2 separate regions of the Gasterosteus aculeatus genome follow, and region 2 is linked to region 1. The links are chromatin contacts, called in public Hi-C maps. All regions are on one chromosome and are shown on one strand. The core of a region is the stretch at or near the end of the contact, and the rest is flanking DNA. Distances in the headings are between cores, read along the strand shown. Region 1 overlaps vav2 (vav 2 guanine nucleotide exchange factor). Region 2 has its middle 61 kb from the start of rxraa.

The links. Hi-C and Micro-C count contacts between places; a contact is called where the count stands out from the background.
Region 2: a Hi-C map of tail fin shows a contact between it and region 1, with 2.3 times the contacts expected there. The contact joins two enhancer-like sites. A contact is called at or near these places in 3 of 6 Hi-C or Micro-C datasets (skeletal muscle, tail fin and whole body).

Annotation. Positions count from the first base shown.
Region 1 is chr14:13,232,771-13,239,118 of fGasAcu3.hap1.1, reverse strand. vav2 (vav 2 guanine nucleotide exchange factor) reads left to right here. Exons shown (of 29, transcript XM_078088241.1): 19 at 1-4; 20 at 155-173; 21 at 713-840; 22 at 2,092-2,163; 23 at 2,309-2,370; 24 at 2,638-2,754; 25 at 3,210-3,297; 26 at 3,410-3,533; 27 at 4,815-4,901; 28 at 5,275-5,429. Among protein-coding and RNA genes, the nearest start is that of LOC120832357, 20 kb to the right of the region's middle. Within about 2 kb of position 3,593, at least 3 of the 9 cell types and tissues checked have open chromatin away from gene starts, as enhancers often do.
Region 2 is chr14:13,539,511-13,545,858 of fGasAcu3.hap1.1, reverse strand. No RefSeq gene overlaps it. Among protein-coding and RNA genes, the nearest start is that of rxraa, 61 kb to the right of the region's middle. Within about 2 kb of position 3,723, at least 2 of the 9 cell types and tissues checked have open chromatin away from gene starts, as enhancers often do.

The DNA.
Region 1 (6,348 bases), core at 2,344-4,843:
CTCGGTGAGTAGATCTTATAATTCTCAACATATTAGAAGTAATGTCATCATCCAATTATCGTTTCCTTTAATCTTGTATTCATCAACAAATTGTACCAGTAAGGTATTTGTCCGTCATGGTGTTGCTGATCAAGTATTTGTTTCTCTTTCATAGGAGCCTGGAATGTCATCAGGTAAGATCTCTTCCCTACAAGGCAGGATATTCAGTCAGCTGACATGCTACTTATAGACAGATGTTATTAAGCTGCTCAGCTCTCTACTGCCATCTTGTGGAAATGCCTACTACTCACGCACCAAAGCAGCATCATTGACCAAGAACAGTGGGAGGCAGTGCGCACATGCACAACTTTAAGACCATTGAGACGAGAGGCATCGTACATTTTCTACAGTATCTTGAAATGAGGAGCATTAGAAAAATACAAAGCTGGTCTTTTAAGAGCCGCACAAGGTTTAAAGTTAAAGAGAGAATCCTGGAAGGGATTTGATGTTGTGATCATGTTATAAATCTTAAACTGCTGCATTTGTCAGTGGGCAGGTTTTTAATGGCGAATCAGTCCTGCCCTTATGGGCTTGAATCCCAATGCAATGAACCACAGCGAGCAGCGCGCAGTCAAAGTTAGAACGTGTTTTCCTCTTCTGCCTCGCGTTGGCACGCCTGATGGTTGTTACTTGCTCACATCTAGTGAGACTAAACATCGGATTGTGTTTCCAGGTCCCAAGATGGTGGCAGTGAGGAACTACCACGGCACACCAGCACCGATAGGCAAGGCGGCGCTCAGCTTTCAGACGGGAGAGTTTATCGAGCTTCTGAAGGGAGACCCTGACACCACGTGGTGGGAGGTAAAGCATCCAACTTCCTCCATTTGATGATACGGTATTTAGACGCTTTGTGCTGTACATCCAACACATTGAGATTAAGTGCTGACCTTTAGCATTACAGATGTAAGAGAGATCGTACTTGCTGACGTTTTCTCCTAGTGGGACGCGTACTTCCTTTGTACGGATTAAATGAATGAGATGTAATGTGAGCGGTGCTGGTGTGGGTTCTGTTACTTTTGGACCCTTTCCCTAATGTGACATACAGTGAGCTGGCTTAGCCTTATATTTAGTGTACAGACATGAAAGGGATATCAATCTCCTTTCTTCTCAATATTGGCAGTAAACCAAGGTTCTTTTTCCTAAATGTCAAACTTTCCTTTAAAAGTCTGCCAACATCCAGGTAAAAATCAGTCAGGTAACATGTTTTCACCCCTTCACACCGATAATGTGCAGAGGATGATTTGGTTATAAGCTACACTTCATTTGCCTTTTGAAAGTTGAAGCACACATGATTGTTGTCAAGAATTTTACATTTGTTAGATAAGAAAATCGATATGTAGACATGTAAAAACAGGAACATTGCAGGTTATCTTGTAGAACTGGAGTAGTATTTATTGTCATGTGTCTATAAAAATCAGATGCAAATGAACTTACAGCAAACACTAATGTCTTGGATTTGAGGTGTTCTGGTTCTGATATTAGCATTATCATGTGTCTGATTTCCTAAAGTGAGTTAAAGACTTACATCTCGAACAATGATCCAACCCCCTCAAAGGCATTTTCTTATCTCAGATTCGGGGACTAATTTGAGACAGGTGGTTAAATTTGCCCCCAGTTTATTTCTGCTCATATGGCAAAATCAGGAGTGATCCAAACGTATTCTCTCCTTACGTTAAAAATTGCTTAAAAAGTAAACCCTGCTCCCTCTCTCTTTTCCTTCATAAATATGAAAATGTTCAATTGGAGAAGTGAATAATTCATAACACTCAAATGATTAATATCTCAATACACTAGAGCGGGTGTACTGGGTGCACACCACCACAAAGCTGCACAGCAACTGTCCCTCTGACTCTCTTCATAGACCTGACGGCTCCCGACCGATGTGTTCATTTTATTGTAGACGCAACACCTGGCATCACTGTGTCATGATGGTGTCCGATAAAGTATTTTTCTGTTTCCTTTTTAAAAATATTCTAATGCATGTTTGCATCATGTTAAGCCCAGTTAATTGCCTCAAGGTAATTACAGATTCCTTGCGCTGCTGTCTTGCAGGGAAAGCTGATACAAACACAAAAGAGTGGCTTCTTCCCCAGTTCCTGTGTAAAACCCTGTTTGGACCCGAAGGTAAGTAATCCAAGGGTTCTGCATTTAGAGGCATTCGATGCAGTGCAGTTTGATTGCCGAGGGCCTGCTCCTCTTTAGTGCACACTTAAAATGCTTTATTCTATTAATAACCTATTAAATGTGCAGTGTCTTTTGTTTTTTACAGCCCTTTCAGACACTATCGGGCCGGCAGTGCTCAAGGGAATCAGACTACTATGGATATCCTTGGTAAGACCCGTAACTTCTGAAGATTGTGCACTTCATCCTCATGTACACTATATAATGCTATTGTCCTCGGGTCGATATCCTTTAATTACTTCACATTTATTCATGTTAATTCTAACTTTATGCGCTTGTTCAATTAAAAATGAATTCACCCCGAGCAATGTCCGCAGTAAAAAGATCAGTTACCGCGTAGTTGTTTGATGTCAACAATTTGTAAAGCTTTCACCATGTCATTGGATTATGCAACTTCTATTCTCTTCTCCTCTGTAGGTTCGCAGGGAACATGGAGCGCCAGCAGGCCGATAACCTTTTAAAATCTCACAGCAGCGGGACGTACCTTATCAGAGAGAGGACGGCTGAGGCGGAGAGGTTTGCCATCAGCATCAAGTGAGTGTTTCACATCGTGCAGCTGAACGAGAATCTCACAGGAGGCTTTTTAATCCACATCTCGTGGGATATGCAAATTCTCAAGGGATGCTCCAGTCAGCATTTCCCCCGAGCTTCTTTTTGCTGCAGCTAATTACCTCTCGGTAATTGCTTCTCCTTTTTGTATGTGTTTGCTCCGAGAGGAAACCTCACGAAGATAAATGTTTGCGTTCTTACAGGAGCCGTCATTCTGAGCACATTTCTCCTTCAGTCTTTAGGACAGTTGCAAAGTGTTTGAGGGACCAGCCTTCAGACAAATAATCTATGTCCCACCGTCGACCTCGGCTTGTGAAAATGACTTTTAATTTGTCGACAGCAGCTCAGCACTTTTACACTAAAGGCACATAAGAGGAAAACATAACAATGAGAAACATTGTTTTGCAATTGATTACAAAAGATCAATATTTCTTTTACAGATTTAATGATGAAGTAAAACACATCAAAGTCGTTGAAAAAGACAGCTGGATTCACATCACTGAAGCCAAGAAGTTTGAGAGTCTTTTGGTAAGTCATATATTTAAACCAACTGTGGACCAGTTACTTGATGTCATAGAAGAGAATAAAAACATGTGATCAGATGAATGTGTGAATCCTCCCGTTCTGTGTATCAAAACAGGAGCTGGTGGAGTACTACCAGGCCCATTCCCTGAAAGAAAGCTTCAAGTTGTTAGACACCACATTGCGATACCCCTACAAATCAAGAGAGCGCTCTCTAACGCGGGCCAGTACACGCTCACCAGGTAAGCATTCCAAATATTCCTCTCCCCCAGCAGGTAGCCTGGGGCGGCAGACTCAAAGAGCGGAAAGAATCTCCAGTGAGGTGTCAAATATCAGCCAGGATGAGTCCGCCGCCTCACCACAGTGAATACTTTATTAGTGCTGCAAGTCACTCACTGAATGAGTCACAGCGCGCTGATGAGAGCTGATGAATCAGTCAATAAGCGCGTTGGCAGAGGGAATTCAACCACGGGCAAGCGTTTCATCAGGTATCATCATAGCGTGTGATGATAGCGCTTTCTCTTCACCACCCTGATGCAATTTGGGTTCATGGATAAACCAAGCTGTAATTGTATTGAGTGCGTGTCCCTCCTTATGAAACCTTTCCAAAGCCAAACTGAAGTACGTCCGTGCTTATATAGTGGGGGGTGAGCTAAGGGGAATGCCCTAACTAAATCTGATCGGATAACTGGGGGAAAAAACGGCACAAAATAACGGCACATTGTACGTCACAGTATTCATCTGACTGCTTCCATCAATGGTTATAACAGAACTAATTGGACTTAATACATGTTATAATAGGCTTACAAAGCTGCATGCCATTTTGCCATGTTAGCTGTCGATATAGCAAGAACGGGGCAACTTAATATGACCCTTTGGCTCTCTTTGTCTGCACTCCGCTCCTTTCTTCCCCAGGCCAGTGACTCCCTCTCTCGTACACAGAGGATGGGAGAATAAGGCAGAGAAGACTTGTGAAATAGGTGTAGAGAGAAAGGGGAAAAGCAGGCCTTTGTCATCTGACGCCGAGGCCTGTGGTCTGTCTAAATGCTTCTACATGTGTCTGCCTTGGTTTGATCTGCAAGAAGAACCGGCCATTACAGGCGAAAGGTTTCCCTCCCGTTTCGTCTGCATTGGAAATAAATATAATATAAACACTGGAGGCCAATCCCATCAGTTTCTCCCATTTTAAAGCAATGCCGTCTGCACCAGTATGTACTTAGAGTCTGGACTAACCTTATCTAGGAGGCTGTGCAGAGATATGCAAATTTACAGCAGGCAAAATGTGCTGCAAAGACAACGCGGTGACCCATTTTAACTCAACATTCACTCATGTTGACTGTAATTCTGCACAATTGATGTGAAAATTTTCCACAAATGTCTGTACTTTTTGCCGTTTTCAATCACACCATTCAAGCAATCAAAATCATGACCAGCCGACTGACATTTGCTCCTTTTTAACTACTTCTGTGGCTCCAGCTCTGCGTTTCTCGCTTTATTTCCTCGCCTTTCTCTTCTCCTCTCAGCAGCCACCTGCGCCTCCTACAACTTCTCCTTCCTCAGTCCGCAGGGCCTCAACTTCTCTTCCCAAAGTTCCGCTCCATTTTGGTCAGGTACTCGGTTCTTCCTTTCTTTTCTTGCTCTTGTTGTCAACCTGCTCCTCGCTGAACGGGATTTCATCATCTTGATGTCATTGCTTCTTCTCCATGGCGCATGTTTCATTAACTACAACATATCAGTTCTTCCCGTTATCGCACCACTCATTAAATCACGTCGAGAAAACCAATTTCCTCCCTCATGAGGAAACAAATTGTCCTCTCCCATCGAGCTCATTTGTCTTTGCGTGGTTACACGGTGTCTTGTTAAACCGGCCATCTTCGTACTCATCATCATTCACAACTAATTATTACAGGGATATCCAGCATGACCTTTCAACTCCGTCTCGTTCCGGCTGTGTGACTGAGCTCCTGCTGCTTCTGCTTTCAGTGTTCACGCCCCGGGCGGTCAGCACGGCCATTGCCAGGTATAACTTTGCTGCACGAGACATGAGAGAGCTGTCGCTGCGGGAAGGAGACATCGTCAAGATCTACAGCAAGATCGGTGGAGACCAGGGCTGGTGGAAGGGAGAGGCCAACGGACGAGTGAGTGAAGCACCAGAGTCCGATCATTCATTGTTTGGCTGTAATCTTTGTACAGTATTATTGTACTGCTACAAAGTTGTAGCATGTACACAACGCACACCCCTCCTACCTAATCCACATTACAGAAGTCTTATCGGTTAACCCTCCGATATTATAGCATCAATGTTGAGGTATTTGGCCGAACATAGTCCGGCATTTTATTCTCTCCTTTTCGCCGAGCCAGACACTAATCGTTGGTATAATAAAAGCCATAAAAACATGGCTGCTGTTAGTCAATCGGCTCGCAGTAAAGCTCGCAATCTTTGAACTTTTTATTCTTTTTCATTCATTGTTTTTCTGTTGCTGTGGATTAAGGGGATGTGTTAATATTGTTCTGTTGCTAATCTGATGTTGAGGTACTGTCACATTTTGATTTTGTTACAGCATATTAATCTTGTTTTGTTCATCAAGAAAAGAGGAATTGGGGTTTTGTTTCCATTTAAGTGCCTCTGTTCCGGTCCCATCTGTTGAAACGCTTTGCAGGCACAATGCTGTTGGATTAGCCAGACCACTTCTGGAGCCTCTGGCTCTCATTGTTCTACATCGTGCCGGCTCCACCCTCTAAGCTTTTGCCGTGGACATTTTTTTTCTCCACACCATTTTGCCTCGCCTGGGCCTTAGCCATGTCCACACAGCTGTGAGACGGGGCTGTGCCCATCTGGATACTGGCTGCTAGGTCCTCCCTTTGGACCTTCATCCCAGCTGTGAAAGCTGAGCTACAGCTTACCGCACGAGCCACTTGCCAGCTCTGTGCACACTTGCCTCTGATGGAGCGGACGCCTCCTCGGTGCTTTGTGCTGAAGGTGACTGGGGACGGCAGATGGGGGGAGGGGAGGGGGGCGTACAGATACCAGTTTGAGCTGGATATGTCTCAACCAGC
Region 2 (6,348 bases), core at 2,474-4,973, 310 kb before region 1:
GCAACATCAGTTTATGATGATTGTAGCGGCTGATCACAGAGATCACAGCTGATCTCAAGCTGTACTCAATAATATTAAGTTATAAAGACACACATTTTTCATCACTACCAAAGTGTTCTCTCCATGGGCTGTTACCTGCATAATTTGCGTCCATATGTTTGGAAATTCTGATTATGACGTACTTATTAGATAACCCTGGGTATGATTAAGGTTGTTTTTTAACATATTAATTTATTAGGCTCAATGTTTGGCTGTTTGACTAACTAGTCAAATCAGACGGCAGCCTCATGTGATTGAATGGAAACGATAAATTATGTGATAAGTGTCTACTCAGTGTTTCCATCATTGTAACGATCAGGGGGGGGGGGCGGCTGGTAAAACACTTGCCTGCCAGGCGACCCATGACTCCTCCGACATCCCTCCTCGACTCTCAGGGGAGAAATAAGAGCTGACATAAGGCTGTCAATATGGCTCAACTTCCTGTTCAAGCGCGGGGTGAGGAAATTACATATGAGAGACAAGAAAGAAGTCATATTATTTCCACTGTCGTAACTTTAAAATGGTAAATCGTCAATCCACTCTTCAAAATCCGCAAGACTACAACCATATATTACATTTTCAATGTTAGATCATTTCATTACCTTGGGAAAGATTAACCAAATAATTCAAGTTTTTTAGGAAATTGGGACTTATATCAAACAGCATTCTGCTATAAATGGTATGTTGATTAGATTGGATATGTGCAATAGCGCCATTTGTGTGGGTGTGTGTGTGTGTGTGTGTAATCATGTTTACATCCTTTAGTGAGGTAATAAATATAGAGAGAAAGAAGGTTACCCAGAGATGGACAGTAGGGAAAGTGACACACTTCTATGGCTGCATCCCTTTTCACATCCGCAGCATTCAATCCTCCGTGCATTAAAACGTCTGCAGTGCCTACTTGTGAAAAATAAAAAATGTAAGAAGAAGTGCATGTTTCGCCCATGAGAGGGCGCAAGTCTATCATCAGGTGTCCGGCTGTCTGTCCCTCTTATGAACAAATGATGCAATGGACAGCCTGTAGCTGGAGGAAAGGCCCGAGATGCTGTGAATGAATCAAGGACACATTTATCACAGCCGTCCGGTGAGATGGCTCCAGGTGTCCACCTGTAGAGGGCAGCTGTTTGTGTGGAGCTGTTATTTAAGCATGTTATTTAGGTCCACTTTATGTCGGCATTACATTACATTAGATGACATGTCATGCGCTCACATACTATGCTAAATGGCCACAAGATGTCCCTCTTTACCAATTGAAGAACAAACTGTCTCGCTCAAATATGTCCAACCATTGCCATATTCATGACCAGACCTGTTGGCATATTGACCTACAGGGTGATTCTTTATCCACGTATGGTAATGAAAACTCAAACTTTTAATCCTTAATCAAAGGAGAAGTTCGGGATCAGGTATGTTGATATCTTATGTATATTTATTAAACATTTTTTTAAAACTAATTAATTGCACATATTTAAATTAATTAATCTCTAATGGCGATAAATGAATGTTTAAATGAATGATTTTTTTTCGTTCTAAAGATTAAAATTTACGTACGTTTAAGTACTGAGTAATCACTTTTGAAAACATGTATTTTAGACACTGTTTAATTGTTAATGTTATTTTATCGAATCTAGTGGCACAAAAATGGAAAACTGACTCATAAAAGTCAGTAAAATTCAGAACATACCTTTGGCCACAAAAAAAATGTATATAATCTTCTCTAAAATGTGATAACTATGAGCTACAAATGGGAGATCCAATTTCTGAATGGCGGTGGTTTTTAAAACCCTTTTTGAAGATTGTGACGTTGTGCCATGTAGCACATGGCTGCACAGGCTGCACCGAGGAAGGAGGTTCAGTTTGCTAGAAAACGATTTTGTCATTCCAAAAAAGAGAGTTTGTTCTGTGTAGAATAATGAAGTAATGTGCTCCTTTTTTTATTTTAACATCAAAGAGAATAATAAAGTTATAAAAGGATAAATCAAGAAGGTGGTCATCTTTTGATCATCTTAGAGGCAGAATTTCACCGGGTGTAACATGTTGAACTAGCAACTCTTCCAGCTAGCTTAGCATAGCTTTAAGTGGTCCATTTGCCACTCTTTCTAGAGAAATAAAATCACTTATTCAAATGTCCAAAAGGACAAAATACTGTTCACAATTTGAAAAGTGACGTCTGGTGGTCAAGGAAGTGTCCTGTTCGTCATGAATAACGCCAAAGGAGCGCGACTTGGTTATAATATTAGTAATAATACATTTTGATGAAAAGAAAAACATCCTTTCATATGGTTTAGTCATTTCTGCCTCTCTGTCCTTGGTAACATGAAGCACAACATTTTTTTTTTCATTTTGTATTCTTTTAATTCTAGTGTATAAAGTCGTTCACTACTTTCACAGAAACCGGGTTAAACATGTATAAATGGGGGAAATGTGATCTCCCCAAACCGGAACAGACCTGCCCCTGTCTTCTGATTATGACTCCATGTGGGAATATAAGGCGACCAAATGGTCTCTATTTTCTGTCTTCTGCATCGTCGATGGCCTGGTAATATGCTTCTGTTAATCCTTAACTGCTACTGACAGCAGAGAGGAGCAAGCCGATGGGAAGCGGCTCCTTCCCAGCAAAGAACAGAGTATTTTTTTGAAAAATTACAACAGTGACTTAAAAGCCAGGGACATGTGGGAAAAGTATAAATACGGGAGCGCCATAAAACAAAATTGCAAGTGGCTTATTGTTAAATGTTCATGTTTCCATTCCCAGCTATAGGCCTGATGACATATTCACCCACAGTCTGTCTCCCTCCGAGTCTGTGGCGCCACACTCATAACTGACAGCTTAATACTGCTGCTGGAATTGGATTCGAAGTTGAGCGGACAGATAAATAAAAAGTGAATTGAGATGGGATTTTGAAGGACTCCTTTTCGGGTGGGCTTTGGTGCGCTGTCTTCCTCATCGCCCGTCACATTTGCTTGTCTAATGATGTTTAATAACACGGCCCCAGAGCAGAAACACACCGCCAACCATTGTGCCTTTCGTCTTCATAATAATGACTTGAGGCAAATGCTATGACGCAAAAGAGTATTTCCACCCGTGCAATATTCTTGCCGGCCAACTCAGCTGTCTGTCAAACGGATCCCGGGCAGGGTCTCGGCCTCTCATCAGTAAAAGTATAGATTTTAAAGGCTGCCGTTATGTTTCTGTTTCTTCGGTGTGTGTGCTTCTGTATAAATGCTGGTTCAAATGTAAAAGCCGCCAACCGTGGTTAAAATCCAAATGCACGGCTGTCGAACTGAAAAACAAAGAGGCTTTTCTTGTTTTCTCGGAAAGCTGTGGAGATTGAAGCTTCCCCTCCCTCCCCCTGTTTTTATTACCGTATACTGTACATTTATGCTTGTGCGTGTACATACATGTGATCTTCTCATTCGCGGGCTTGTGTTTATGATATATGGATGTGCGTCCAAGAATACATGTGAATTCATGCCCCTCAACCCTTTTTCCTCCACCACATAGCCAGGAGCCGGAGCCGGTATTCAGCTCAAGCCTTTTAATTAGAGAGAAGTCCCTCGCATGAGGCCCTCCGGGTACATTAATCACATATTACCTCAAGTTGATCCAGGACCAGTCCCATCATGAAGGTAAAAAGCAGCATTTTGCACGAGTCAGGAAGTGTGGAGACAGGTAGAGCTTCCACGTCAGCTAGTCTGTGGGAGCGGGGGCGGCTCTGTACACAAACCCCTCTTTGTCTCGCACACAGAAGCGGCTCTCGAGTGGAAAGTGGTGTTCTCTGAGCAGCGGTAATGAGGTACTATCTGTGTTTTCCATCTGTTTAAGGTAATGTCAAAGCACAGCTTTGTGCTGATTTGGACCTTTGGACTACATTTCACACATATTGTTTTCACCTAGAGGTGTTGACAACATCCTAGATCTTATTCTTTTGAGTCACAATTTGACAGGTTGCATGTTGTTGGCACGGTCTGCAGCCAAACGCTTCCAGCATCTATTGCAGTGTCTTGTTGTTGTTCTATCGAATCTATTGGTACAAAAATAGAAAACTGACTCATAAAAATCAGTGAAAATTTACAGAATTAAAATTCAGAACAAACCTTTGTCCACAAAAAAAATTGAATATAATCTTCTATAAAATGTGATAACTATGAGCTACAAATGGGAGATCCAATTTCTGAATGGCGGTGCTTTTTAAAACCCTTTTCAGAGATGACGTTGTGCCATGCAGCCTTTTCAACAGGCTGCACAGAGGATGGAGGTTCAGTTTGCTAGAAAATGATTTTGTCATTCCAAAAAAGAGAGCCTGAATAAATATGGTAAAAACACTTGCTTGGAGATAGAAAATATGCCTAGCCCCACATGCATTCTGTTCCCCATATAATGCATTCTTCAGCAAACCCGACTTATGATTGAAGTCCAATTAATTTGATTAAGGTATTAAAATTCTCTCTGTGACTTTAAGCAAAAAATGACAACCTTTGCTTGATGAAGAGCTAAAATCAAAGGTTTGTTCTCTGTAGAATAATTAAGTAATGTGCTCCTTTTTCATTTTAACATCAAAGAGAATAATACAGTTATAAAGGGAAAAATCAAGAAGGAGAGAAAATTTAAAAATGTAAAACTAAAATGTCTTCTTTAACTGAGTAAAGCCCAACACATGGCAAAGGGAGCAGTCAGCGGCAGGGTGTTTGGCAGTTCTGCAGGGGATATTCTGTGATGTATTCTGATCCTAATCGAGCTGTTAATGTCTTCAGATTATTCATATTTGGTCTCATCATTTCATTCACTATTATTTCAAAAAAGAGTTTAGACGGTGCAAACAGAAGAAACATTGCATCTTCTCTCCCTGAATGACTGAACCTTATACGCCAGGGGTTTGACAAACCTTTGATTGTACACCAGAAATTGGCAACATGATCTTTAATGGAAAATCAATGTTTCGAGTCCGGAATGGCCCACAGGCTTCAGAAAATTAATTTTCTCTGAAACTAACTGTGGAACACTGATAAATTTAACATTTAATAATACACTGGTTTACTGTGTGCATTGATGTGAATTGCTTTTCTTCATGTGATGCTCCTAAATTTAATTTAAATGAATTAAATACTGCTCCACTCAAAATATTACTTGCCTAAAGAGGCAGAAATTGTGAAATATTGCTTTCTATCTTAAGTAGAATGCACCGCAGTGCACCTAATTTTTAAACAAGCGTGGGCACAGCAATGGTCACATATATTCAGGGATTTAGCATCTGTCACTTTATACAATTAAGATTGTTCTGTTAAGTTTGTCCTTCACTGTAAGCAAGTTGGCCTACCTCAGTACTCACTGTTGTTTCCACTGAACGGTACCTTTTTTTCACCTTGCAACAATCTTGACCATCCTGCTGGTACTCTAAATTCGGTCCAAATGAATTCACATTAATTTGCAAGTTGTATTATTCATCTTTGAGTGTGTTCTGTTAGTAATACCCTCTGACTGCTCATATAACCTAAAGCTGAATGAAAACACAAAACTATACACATGTTAAATCACAATCATTGCAAGGCAGAAGGATGTCCTTCATTTCTTTCAAATTCAAACTACTCGACCCAAAATCCATTAAAATTTTGCCATAACAACTCTCAGCCCCCATTTTAAGACAGCAGGTCGTTAGATGGAGATAGTGAAAGAGATCTGTAACCAAGGTAACTCGCTGCTGTTTCCCTGGTACCGAGCTGGAGCCACAGGCTTGCATGCTGATGTTATTAGACCTTACTCCGTTAGGGGTCCTTTTGTGTTTTCCAATGATGGGTGCCGACAGTGTGCATTGCTCACCGGTTGTTAATCTAGTTGTATTGGGGGAGGTGCAAAGTTTCCTGCAGTTACCCATCATTAGTGTTTAGCTTTTTATCTCCGCGCAAATGTCCGCCGTCCGAGTTAGAAAACCACAGCAAAGAGCAGGAGCGGAAGGAAGCCAAAGGCAACAGCAGTCCAGTGGGAGGGCTTATCCCAGCACATCCGCTGAGTGGGACTGACGGGGCCCCTGTAACTCGGGCCGCTGGCTGTGGGGTTAACCTGAGGTGGCAGCCAGCCAAATGTTCTGGAGTAAGATGGGTTCAAGTTTAGGCCTCCACGACCCTTGAATGATAAGGTGAGGGGTCGTGGAGAAGTCAGGAAACCATTGTTTTTAGAAATTCCAATTATTTGGTTATTTAAGTCGACTGGGACTTGCGCACCCCCCTCCCCTCCCCCCCTCGGTCCCGCTTCTGCACTGAGACGTCTGCTCACCATCATCCCATTAACCACATGTGTGCTGGAAAGAACCG